2 separate regions of the Gossypium arboreum genome follow, and region 1 is linked to region 2. A link is a contact called in public Hi-C data. All regions are on one chromosome and are shown on one strand. The core of a region is the stretch at or near the end of the contact, and the rest is flanking DNA. Distances in the headings are between cores, read along the strand shown.

Region 1 (5,780 bases), core at 3,017-5,516, 68 kb before region 2:
AGCATGCTAGATTAAAATCATATCTAGTAGTCCCCGCAAATATATATATATTATATCTTCATCTAGGTGTGATTAGTCAGCTAGATGAACCTACCCTTTAAGTGATCTTAAGCTTAACAAAAGTACCCTAAAAGGAATAAGTTCTAGTCTACATTATCAGAACTAGGTTCAGGAATTCAATTACATGTGGAAGAAGAACAAGCAACTTCATAACACCTATCTAAAAGATAGTGTACATAGTTTTGTTTTACCTTAAATTGGTCGTTTATCTAAATGGTCTTATCTTTTAATCTTGTTTTAATTTCAAAATTATTGAAAATAGTCTTTAGTTCTCTCTTCCACTGTTTTGTAAAAGTTCAGCTAAAAGATATTTCCTCACCTCAAGTATTCAAGAAAGACCACTCTTTCCTCAAAGAGATTCCTTTGTTGGAATATTTAATGTTTATGAAAATAATTAAATTTGATCAAAACTATTATTTACTAGAAAAATTATCATATTGCATTCAAAAAGATAATTTAAACTTTAACATTGAAATTAATATCTCTAAGTCACTTCCACCATTCTCGAGAAATTTTGAAAGAATTCCCTTAAAATAAAAAAAAAACAAAGGAATCACCGATCTGTGTGACATTCAAATAGCTTAACAAAAAAAATGATTTGCTCATTAAATTTTTGAAAGAAATCTAATTAAAAATAGACCATTAATGTTGAAGGGCAGCCCTCTAAATCACTTCTTCCACCATTATCACCTAGAAATTTGCAAAATCACCCATTTGTTGCTTTGTGTAAGTTTTAGACACAAGGGTCAACGTTGCAACCGCAACAACACTCATGCACGTCATAACACCTTGCTCTCAAAATAAAAATTCTGGGTTAGTAATACAGTGCCTGTTGCAACAACATCAACCTGTTGCAAGCATTGGTCTCGAAATAATTTTTTTGCCAAGAATGTATTCAGAGTCACGACACCATTCCTTTCGAATCACAACACCTGAACAGTTTGGATAAAATTAATTAATACATAAATTACCCACCAACCTCTGCCTCCATTAACACATTTGGCCACAGCCCAGTCATTCAAAACTAGCCTTTCTCTCAGTTTAACTTCTCCAAACTCATTTTTCTACAAGCTTTCTCAAGGACTTCGCAAGGAGCATCAAGATTTTCCAGGTTTTCTTGGATTTGTTGGGTAAGAATGTCTTTAGTTTTGGCACTTCTATTACTTGCTCTTTGAATTTCTCTTGAGTGTGGTTTTATTGTGGTAGTTTTTTTTTTTTTTTTAGGTTCCATTACTTTCTCTTTGAACTCGACTGTGGTTTTATTGTGGTAGTTTTCTTTTTGATTTTATAGGTTTAGAGAACCAAAACCTTGATTTTGTGATTTTCATTGTTGAAATATCATGGGCTGATCAAGACTTGGAATGAAAATCCTAGAAATCTCGTCTGACTTTTAACAATTGAAGGCTGAAGTGTGATGATTTTTACCGATGGTCTAACCTTAAGTTTCTGCAACCTAAAATACAGGTGACTGATCCTCTTCTCCTCACCGGATTTCTTACTACTAATCAAGTGGTCAACGCACACAGGTGTTGGAAACTTTAATGTTTTGTTTAGTTTCTGAAAATATTTCTCATTTTTGTTTTCTATTTTCATTTTTAAAAGATAAATTTCATTTTCTATATTTTGAAAGTTGAAGAACACATTTCATGAATAAAAATAAAATTTGTTCTCAAAATGAACAAATAAAACACATTTGGTACCTATTTTCCTATAATAGAAACATAAGACATAAAATAAAAGCATTCAAATCAGGGTAATATATTTGATATTTAAAACTATTAGCAAAAAATATTTTTACATTTATATGAGTTTGATCCAGGATCAACTCATTTAAATTTAAAACACTTGTTTTCAACATTTTCAATTTGACCTTTACAAAGCATTTTTAGTAAAAGTAATGAACACAACTTTTTATTATTTTCTAAATTTCAACTACTTTTATTTTTATTTTTTAATGATCATTTTAAAATTTTCAACAAAACAAGCATTCTTTAATATTTTTCATTTTCCAAGAAAACAAAATGATCTCTATTCCTTGTAACCAAATGGAGCCTAAAGTTACCAAAATATTCTCAAAATCTAAGCAAAAACCAAAAACCAAAACTCAAAAAAAAAAAAAAAAAAATTGATGAGATTCTAGTTCTGACCTCTTTGTCTCCTATGTGTCCCAAGTACCAATTAACCGAGACTCACCTACCTATTTATTGCAAAATTCCTAGAATCCTAAATTAAGTTAACCTGGAATTTTTATTAATATTGAAGTCTAATACTAATCAATCTAAATAGAAGTACTACTTATCCGAATCTTATTAGAATCTAAAATATAATCTTAATTAATTAAATCTAGAGTCTAGCTTATTTATCCCAACTTTATAATTCTAGCCTAATCTAAATAAAATTCAAACCAAGCTGCATTTTTAATAAAAAAAATCGTTCTTTTATATATTTTTTTTTTTTTTTTATGACTTCTGAAAAACTAAATTGAAAATAATCTTAAATAGATAAGCTCAAACTAAAACAGTGAATGCAAAAGTCATTTTGTTAGCCAAGGGGACAGCAGAAAGAGGCAAGGACAGATATTCTCCTATCTTTTAAGTTTAGACAACAAGCTATTATGTCTCCACAAAATGTGCTACCTTTGGAGAACATTAAACAAGAGATTTCTTCCCATGTTAGACTATCTATTGAGTTTGCAAACCATGATTTCTTGGAAAACTCAATATTTTCTCAAGAAGTCAGGAGAATTACCAGACTGTAGACAAGTATAAGCTTCAGCAATCTGCAAAAAATGCACATCTTTAGGTTACATCTGTCACAACCGTAAATGCAGTTGGAACTATTTTGAAACTGCAGAATACAGGATTAAAGGTATCCACACAATTATCTCATTCAGTGCTCCCAGATGAAAGAAATATTTCATATTCAGGTATGATAAATGAAATAAACTAATTGGAAAAACTTAATATTAATACTTTATCGGTTACTTGTTTTCCAGTATGTTGGCTCTTGTCAAGAATGGCAACCTCCAGAAAACGTACCATAATTTAGAAAGTATATGGCTCAAAAGGCCAGTCTAGAATGATAAGTTTCTGTGAAGGTGAGGTAACTTATTCCAAATAAAAACTACCGTTTGTTAAGACTAAACCTAGTCTTTACCAGGTAAATTTCAGTTTATCTCCCAAATCCAAGGTTAGACTTAACATGTTCAGCAGTTAGAAATCCAAAAATCTCATGAAAGGATATAAACGTACAGCCAGATCTGATTACTCACCAGAACATACTATTCTAAATCGCTGCTTGCACCATGAATTTAACCAAAACATGATAGAAACCCCCAAGCAATCTAGCTCCCTCCAAAGAATTCAAATAGCAAAAAGAATCAAGAAAGACTCCCCAAGTAGTATATTTTAAATAGAGTGGAATTACTAACAGTCACAAAACTGCTCTAAGCTAATATCTTTCAACCCTAACATTGTAAAATGCTTAGCTTGATCAAATCAACCTCTAAAATGCTTAAGCTTGTCTCAACACGCTTCAACAGTTCCTTTTCAGATCCCTAATGATCGCATCACTAATAAGCCAGTACCCATATAACAACAATTCAAACTGGCCCCAATGAAGATGTGCATTCCAATCAAAGAATATATTAGAAAACGGGTGAAAGTTTTAAAGGCACATCGATGCTTACCAACTTAAACTTAGACTCCGCCGAACGCTTTTCGTGAACGGGAAACAAGTCAGGATGCGATTCCCATACTTTCTTTCTATAAGCTGCTTTAATCTAAAATTCCAAATAAAAAAATACAAGAAATTAATCAAATATACAACTTCATAAACAAAGATGAAAAAATCGAGAAATTTTGTTAGTCTAACTGATTTGAAGAAAGTAAACAAGGCCACAATCTCCAAAAGGAAAACAACTCGAATTTATCAATTTCAATCCAAGTCAACAACCAAAAACAATGAGATTAAAAACCCCTAAAGCAATCAAAGTTAAGAGCAAAATAAAATAAAATAAATAAAAAACTGAATGAAATTTGAAAAAGAAAGAAAAAAACCTGAGAAGGAGTAGGGCGAGAATTAGGGGGGAAGCCTAGCAGGAGTCTCGCTTCATCACCTTGCATTTCTGTGATTTAATTGGGCTGAGCTTTTCTTTCCTGGGCACTTAATTTTTTAATTAAGTGAAGCGTGGGCTTAATGCTAGTGCGTGTCAACAGGTAACTAATAAAGCGTGGCAAAGCGAAATCTACACGAGCGCGGCACCGCCCAGCGTAACGACTTTTCCACGTCAGCATTCGTAAGTGTTTTATATAAACAAATTTTTTATCCCGTCCCATGTAAGATTATTTATATGTTTTAAAAATTTGTTAAATATATTTAAAAAAATACATCTTAAAATTATTTGTCAAATTATTAACTATTATTTTATCTATAATGAAAAATAATATAAATGTATACCAAATAATGAAAAGAAATCAATTAAAAAAGTATTATGCAAATAAATAAATTTGAAAGTTTTAATAAAAGAAAGTAAAAGGCTAAATTATGTAAAAATGCCGATTTAAAAAAATATTGAGTGATTAGACCGATTTATGGCATACTTATCGGAATAGGGCGATTTTAGAGAAAGAGGGTGAAAATGCGTCCAGTTGGGCATGTTTTCCTGCACAATCAGCAGAAAACGCGTCTAGCTGGACACGTTTTCACTCAACGGTAACCTCCCCAACAGTCATAAAAAAACTAGTTTTATTTCTATATAAACTCAAATCTTTTCCTCATCTTTTCATTCAAATCCAATTATCTCAATTCTCTAAAGAATTTAGTTTTAGAATTTTAATTAAAGTTCTCTCAAATTCGTCTTGATTTAATTCTGTTTTTCGATTTTTATTTGTTTTAATTCAATTTTGGAATGGCAAATACTCTTATTCATTTCGATGACAACCACATTTTTGCATTTCAATTGCAAATGGGAAGACAATATTTCTAACCTTTCTAATTTTAAGTTTATTATTAAGTTGCTAAAAAGATTAAAATTTATTTATTTTTTTGTTTTTTTTATAATCAAGTTGAAGATCGGATTTTGGAGACATATATACACAATCTATCTTTGAGGTCATCACGTATGATTGCCAGAAGATGCGGGATTCTTGCACGTGTCCCATATGCTCGGAGGTGTAAATTGGACCCCATACTTATCAATGTGTTGGTGGAAGGATAGAGACCTAAGATATGCACATTTTATCATCCATATGGTGAGTGTACAATCACACTCGAAGACGTTCAATTACAACACGATTTATCGGTGGATGGGCCAATCGTTACGAGATCAGTTGTCGTTGGCGATTGAAGCAACATTTGTGAACAACTATTAGGTAAGGTGCCAAACAAGTTTTTCAGTAGCCAGATAGAGATGAAATGGTTGCAAGAAAATTTCTAAAATCTCCACGAGAGTTCGAGTCCCCTTGAAAGAGAACAATACGCCTTAGCATACATCCTGAGGTTAATTGGAGGTGTTTTAATGCCCGATAAGCCTCAAATGGTAACAACCTCAAAACCCCCTTGGTGGTACATAATATGAGATAAAGTTTTAGTGAAATAAGGTATAAGATCAAAGAAAATGAAAGTTGCAAGATATTAAAAGAGAGTTAAATCAAGAAGCATGACATGATGTATAATTAATTTCTCGATAAAATGAAAAAATGATATGAAGATGATAAAAG
Region 2 (6,096 bases), core at 3,469-5,968:
ACTGAAAGCCACAGCTGGAGCCTGGAAACTTCTCTCTCTGGTTTATATAAATAATAAAAAAAATTAGAGGTATTTAAGAATGATCGGATTGTCTCCAGCTTTACACAAAGAAAATTGCCCAAATCTAATTAATATATAAAATTTTCCATGTGAAGGATACCTTTAAGTCAATGTGATACATTAAACAAGCCAACAATAGCCAACTGATCATTTTTTTTTCTCTATTCAATAATTTAAATTTCAATATTTATTTATTTTCGGATCATGACTAAAAAAACATTGAACTCATTAATGATCAAAGAAAATTATATTTAGTGGCCTTAAACAAAGTTCTTTCTCAATGTCCTTGAAAATGAAGGGCTTTCTAAGCTAAGTAATTAAATCAATTAGCTATATTTATTGGATTAAATAAAACAATATTAAAAGAATTTTATTGTCACTTTAAAGATTCGATTCAACTCAATTCCGAGTACTGAAAAATTTAAAAAAAAACACTTATATATATATATATATATATATATAAGGTATGAGGTTCGCGTGGAGGTTTAATTGAAAGCAACATTTGGTGATTTCAAAAGCGCTCTTGTCATTGTTCCAACCAAAAGGGAGACAAAATGGAGAAAAACAAATTGTGGCGAAGTTCCAAGCTCTTCCATTCACACACAATAATAATATCCATAAAAGTTTGTCCCTCCTTTTTAAAAACCAAAAACGAATATGAATGTAAAAGGACAAATCTCTTTTTGACTATCATACCAAACAAACAAACACATCAAATATGGTTATTTTTATATCTGTCAAGCAATTAAATCATCATCTCGGATCATGTGTGACTTAATAATTGCTATCTGAGGTCCCAAAAAATAAGAAGAAATCTTCACTTCTTTTGTTATTAATATTCCATTTCATCATTTTTTGTGATGAACATCAATTTCAGTGGCTGAAGAAACATTTTGAATTTCACAAATAACAGTTGGATCAAACCCTTTTTTCAATATTATAAATTAAGATATATAGTGTCATGTTTAATATAACACAAATCCTTTATACTTACTGAATGTGTCAAAAAAACCATTTTTTTAAATTATTATTTTTGTTTCTTAAAATATCCACGTTTTGTAGGCTTATTAAGAGATAGACGTTGACCTCGAGTTTTAAAGCTGCTCTATACCTAAGGCGTGGATCGAACTCTCGATGACTTATTAAGGTAAGAGAGATCATTGCCATCTCACCTAACTATTGTGGTTAAAAACAATTATCATTATTGTAGTGGTAAAAATTATTTTTATATATTAAGTATCATATTTTTACCAATAATTTGGAGAGATAAATGATTAAAATCTCTTGTTGGCACCTCAAGAATATGGCTGGCAATCAGATGGGTTCAGATCGAGTTATTTTAAGTTTAGACTTTTTCAGGTTTATATCTTATCGAGTTGATTTTTTTTTTTTTTGAGATTTGAGCTTTTTCAAGTTTGGGTTATTTTTTTTATATTTGATGTAATTATATATACATAATTTAATTTTTACATCTCAATATAAATTATTAATTTATTATATTTTCAAGTAAATTTTATTGTACCAAAAAATGATATTTTAATTTTATTTTATTAAAATTAATATTTTTATTGTTATTTTCATTCGTTATATAACTTTAATTGTGTTAAATCATTTTATTATAAAGATATGATATATTACACATTAATTATATTTATCTTTAAAATAATAGTTAGTATCTTTTAATCTTGATAAATGTAATTTTTTATTCCACAAGCAGCTTTGAAAAATTGACATGTGTTTTTTTTAAAAATATTTATTTTTTAATTTGCTATACCCCTATAGGACACCTTTCAACCCCTAACCTTGCTTATAGAGTCCAAAAACTCCTAGTGTACCAAATAATTTCTCTTAAAATAATTGATAAGAAAAACTTTATTCTCAAATAATACAAAAGGAACGAGTTTTTTATATTTTGTATAATGAAGAAATTTTATGCTTATGGAAAATAAAGGTTAAAATATGTTATAGGTCTCTATACTCTTCACTAATTATGAATTTAGCCTTTGTACTTTTATTTCTAGCAATTTGGTCTCTCTACTTTTCATATTTCAAAATTTATTAGGTCCAATTGTTAACAATATTAAATTTGTTGGTGTGACATTTTGAAATAAAAAAAACCTACTTAGTAGCCATGTAACTAAAAAATGATGTTATAATGAACCTAAATTTAACAAAATAATTTTAACATTGTTATGATTACACTGAATTTTGAAATCCAAAAGGAGAAAGATTAAATTCCTAAAATAAAAGTAAAAAACTAAACTTGAAACTTCAAGAGTACAAGGATTTATGATATATTTTAACCAAAAATAAATAAATTTTGCATTATAAATTGAATTAATATAAAATTTTGATACGATATAATACTATATATATAAAAAATATAATAGTCATTTAAAAATACTTTAAAGTAAAAAAATTGATTTTGTACTTATGTGTTACTCCTCAAAATTGGAATTTCATTATATAAAAATTAATCATAGTTTGAGTATGAAATTTTAAGAAAAAGTTGTTATGATTCAAACTCTTTAAATTTGAATGAATTTAGAGTATAGGAAGAAAAAATCATAATTTCATAATCACGTCTCAATAAAAACTAAAGGTAATTGATAATAAAGACTAGTAGCTAGGCATCTAGATTGTAGTTGGTAATTTGAAGGGAAATGAAAATGATTCAAGGAATATATCATCACATGCAAACGTGGGATTACTAGACTTTTTTTGTTAATTAGAGTCAAAACTTCCAACAGAAACCAAAAGAAATTTTGAATCTATTAACACATTAAAGTCAGAGCGGCGCTTATAGCTTCAGCATTCAAAAACCACAGCCAGAGGGAGCCGTTAGAGAAAAACCATCCCCCGCTGGTCCCTCCATATATAAATTATAAATATATACGATGGCGAACCACCTTTGCCCACACGTTCACCCCCCCACCCTAGCCCTTCTCTACGCCGCCTACCCCAAGGTCCAAACCCTAACAAAAACAAAGACACCGTTGCGGTCTATTACTCACGTTGACGCCTCCATATATAAATATATATAAAGTATAAAATTGAAACCCTAAAGGTACTCTATAACCCCACCTCCCTCTCCCTCCCCGCCCCACGCACGATTAGTCGTTAGGTTAACAGCTAGCCTCGCCCTATTTTTGACCTTTTGCCTCCAATTTAGGTCAACTTACGTATACATGACGTTTTTATATGTATCTTTTACTACACACTAGTCTTAACTAAAACATGTACTGTAAATGTTGTTAGTGTTTCCTTTTGTTTTTATTTTTTAAATTTTGAATATTCATAATCAGTAGTAATTATTAATCTCATCATTGTAAATATTTTCTAAAAAATTAAGCGACTGGGCATGTAATTCATTTTTATGAGTAGAAATTAAACCCTTAAATCTTATGATTAAAGAATGAAAAAACTAATCATCACACTACACCATTGTTTATATCTCATTTTATATCATCATAATTGTGATATTTTACTAAAATGCTTGCATCTAATTGGTTGGATTGTTTATTCAATCGTCTTAAGAAATGATATTTATGAGATCCGAAATTAGAAATGGTTGATACAAACATGTTTTTGGTGGTGGGTTTCGTGTGAAACTCATCCAAAGCGATGGAAAGTGACAAAGAGATGCTTTTGTTGTCATTTTGTGATTGCAAATGGGAGAGAAGAGGCTGACTTTATTTTATCCCAAAAGTCACGCTCACAGCACTCTCGTCCCGAGGGACCAAACTTGAAGGGATTAGCTAATCAAAAGGGCCAATCCCCTCTTAGCAACTTTGAAAAGGAAGCGACCTCTGAAAGAGAGTGATTTGTACGTACTACTACTAACTATAAAGACATGACAATATGAATGAATTTAATATATATTATTTATCTATGACCGAAGTCTAATGTTTTCATATTATTCCATGTTAATTTGGATTTAATTAAATTTGGAGTTGAATTGGGACATTTGTTTTCGTGTGAATGCAGTTTTTGTTTAAAATTATTTATAATTTTTTTATCATTAAATAAAAAGATAAATACATTTCAACACTTTTCAATTTACATCTTTTTGTTCTGGTACGCATACAATGCTGAATGAATTATGATGGGTAATTTCTTTTTTTCTTTTTCTGTTCTTTGCCTTAGAGATATAAAGAGAACAAAAAGTGGGAGATGCAACATGCTATTCTAGTGGGGTTTCCTTGTATGAATGTTTGAGATCCGGTCAAGCAAACAAGACGTGCCAGCAAGGGAGTGGGTAGTGAGGGGATTCTACCATGAGCTCAAGAAAACGCACAAAAAATTTCTAACTTATACCAATATTTAAATTTCTCATAAATTTAAGAAATATTGGTATGAGCTTAGAGGGTAATAAATAGTACAAGTTTGTAAAAGGGTCTGTGGCACCTTCCAATCCAACCAATTTTTTTTGACTAATAATTAAATCAATTTCGAAACATGGAAACCCATGTCTCCATTACATAAATAAAATAGAGAATGAAATTCAAAGTTAAAGGAAATTAGGAAAAGGGCAACATTAAGTAGAGTAGGAAGATTAAATTAAAGAAGTAGCGGTGGTGCCTGCTGTTATAAAGAAGTGGTATGTGGTAGAGGGAGATTGCATGCAGTACAATCTTTTCCAAACTAGGGTTTGGTGAGAGAAAAGGAAAGGGAGTTAATTAATTAGTAGAAGCAAGTAATAGAAAAAGTGTTGAAGAATGGTCTTTGATGGGGACGAGAGAAAAACGGACTTCATCTATAAAAGGAAATTTAACTCCCACGTTACTAGCTGCATTCAAAACATGAATGGGCCTTTTGCCTTCATTTTTCAAAATAGAACCACTTTCTTTTCCTTTTAGCTCTACATAATGTCCAATTTCTTCAAAACCAGGACCACCTTTTGTTTTTTCTTTTTGATTATAAAGTCTAACCTTCCCTTACCTCTTTTCCCTCTTTATTTGTTTAGCCTTCAGCACGAATCCATAATGGTCAATTTCTCGAGGATCACTTGACTTAGATGAAAGTCTAGCTTTTTCTCTCCCTGATGTTTATTAAAAATCAATTAGTACAAGGTAAGATTTTGGAGTTATTATTTATTCAGTGGGGCATGCGATTTCAGCTGAGTTGGGATCTTCTATACCATCAACTTTGGGCTAATGTATTACCGAAAGAGAAAGGGAGAATACATGGGTAGGTGTTGGGTTTCGATTAGGTATGCAACCCATAAATAACACCCAACGCTTCCTTGCACATCATTCTGTATGAAATATTCAGCTTCTTCTTTTTTTATATATAATATATGGCAGTTCTTGTTGTGATGTACTTGTAATTGCCATAATATTTCTTTATGAAAAATTATAATAAGTTAATCCAACACTAATTTAATTGAGAAAAGATAATGAAAAATATTAACATATTATAAGCATATTTATTTATTTATTTCAATAATTTTTTAGAATTAAAATGAAACAATGATGCCATGTCATCTGTATCTCTTTCCAATAGTTTTATGCCACATCAGTATTTTTATCCTGAATTTCAGGATTTTATCTTGAAAAAAATCAAATTCAAATTAAAATCCTGAAATTCAGGATAAGAATACTGACGTGGCATAAAACTATTAGAAATGGATACAGATGATGTGGCGTCACTGTTTCATACAATCCTTTCTCCTTGAGATGAATGTGTGATTAAGTGAGAGATTTTGCTGGATAAAGGTTTTATATTTTTTCCCTAAATTTGCGAATAGGGATAGTAATGAAACGAGGTTGAAAGGTGACGTTAAATCTATCAATACTTTGTAATTGGTATTTTTGTTCCACCATCTGTCTTACTCCATTATGAAATTGATGTTGGTGTATCCGATATTGACCCAAATCAATTTGAGTTTTGCTATTTATTTATAAGTATAATAATAAATTTAACTCTTAATATCTACTTCTTTTGTTTAATTAACCCTAAATTTTTAAGTTATATTTCACCTTCAACATTTAAAAAAAGAAGCTGAATTTGATCATCAACAAAAAGTTGAATTAC

What was found. Hi-C and Micro-C count contacts between places; a contact is called where the count stands out from the background.
Region 1: a Hi-C map of leaf shows a contact between it and region 2, with 2.4 times the contacts expected there. The contact joins the promoter of LOC108460599 here to the enhancer-like site in region 2. A contact is called at or near these places in 2 of 5 Hi-C or Micro-C datasets (both in leaf).

The regions. Positions count from the first base shown.
Region 1 is chr7:77,118,545-77,124,324 of ASM2569848v2, reverse strand. LOC108460599 reads right to left here and starts at 4,266. Exons shown (of 6, transcript XM_017760157.2): 1 at 4,119-4,266; 2 at 3,749-3,841; 3 at 2,809-2,839. The coding sequence starts at 4,184.
Region 2 is chr7:77,051,038-77,057,133 of ASM2569848v2, reverse strand. No RefSeq gene overlaps it. Among protein-coding and RNA genes, the nearest start is that of LOC128295511, 4.7 kb to the right of the region's middle. Within about 2 kb of position 4,718, at least 1 of the 2 cell types and tissues checked has an H3K27ac peak or open chromatin away from gene starts, as enhancers often do. A contact at or near this core is called in leaf, where this site is marked.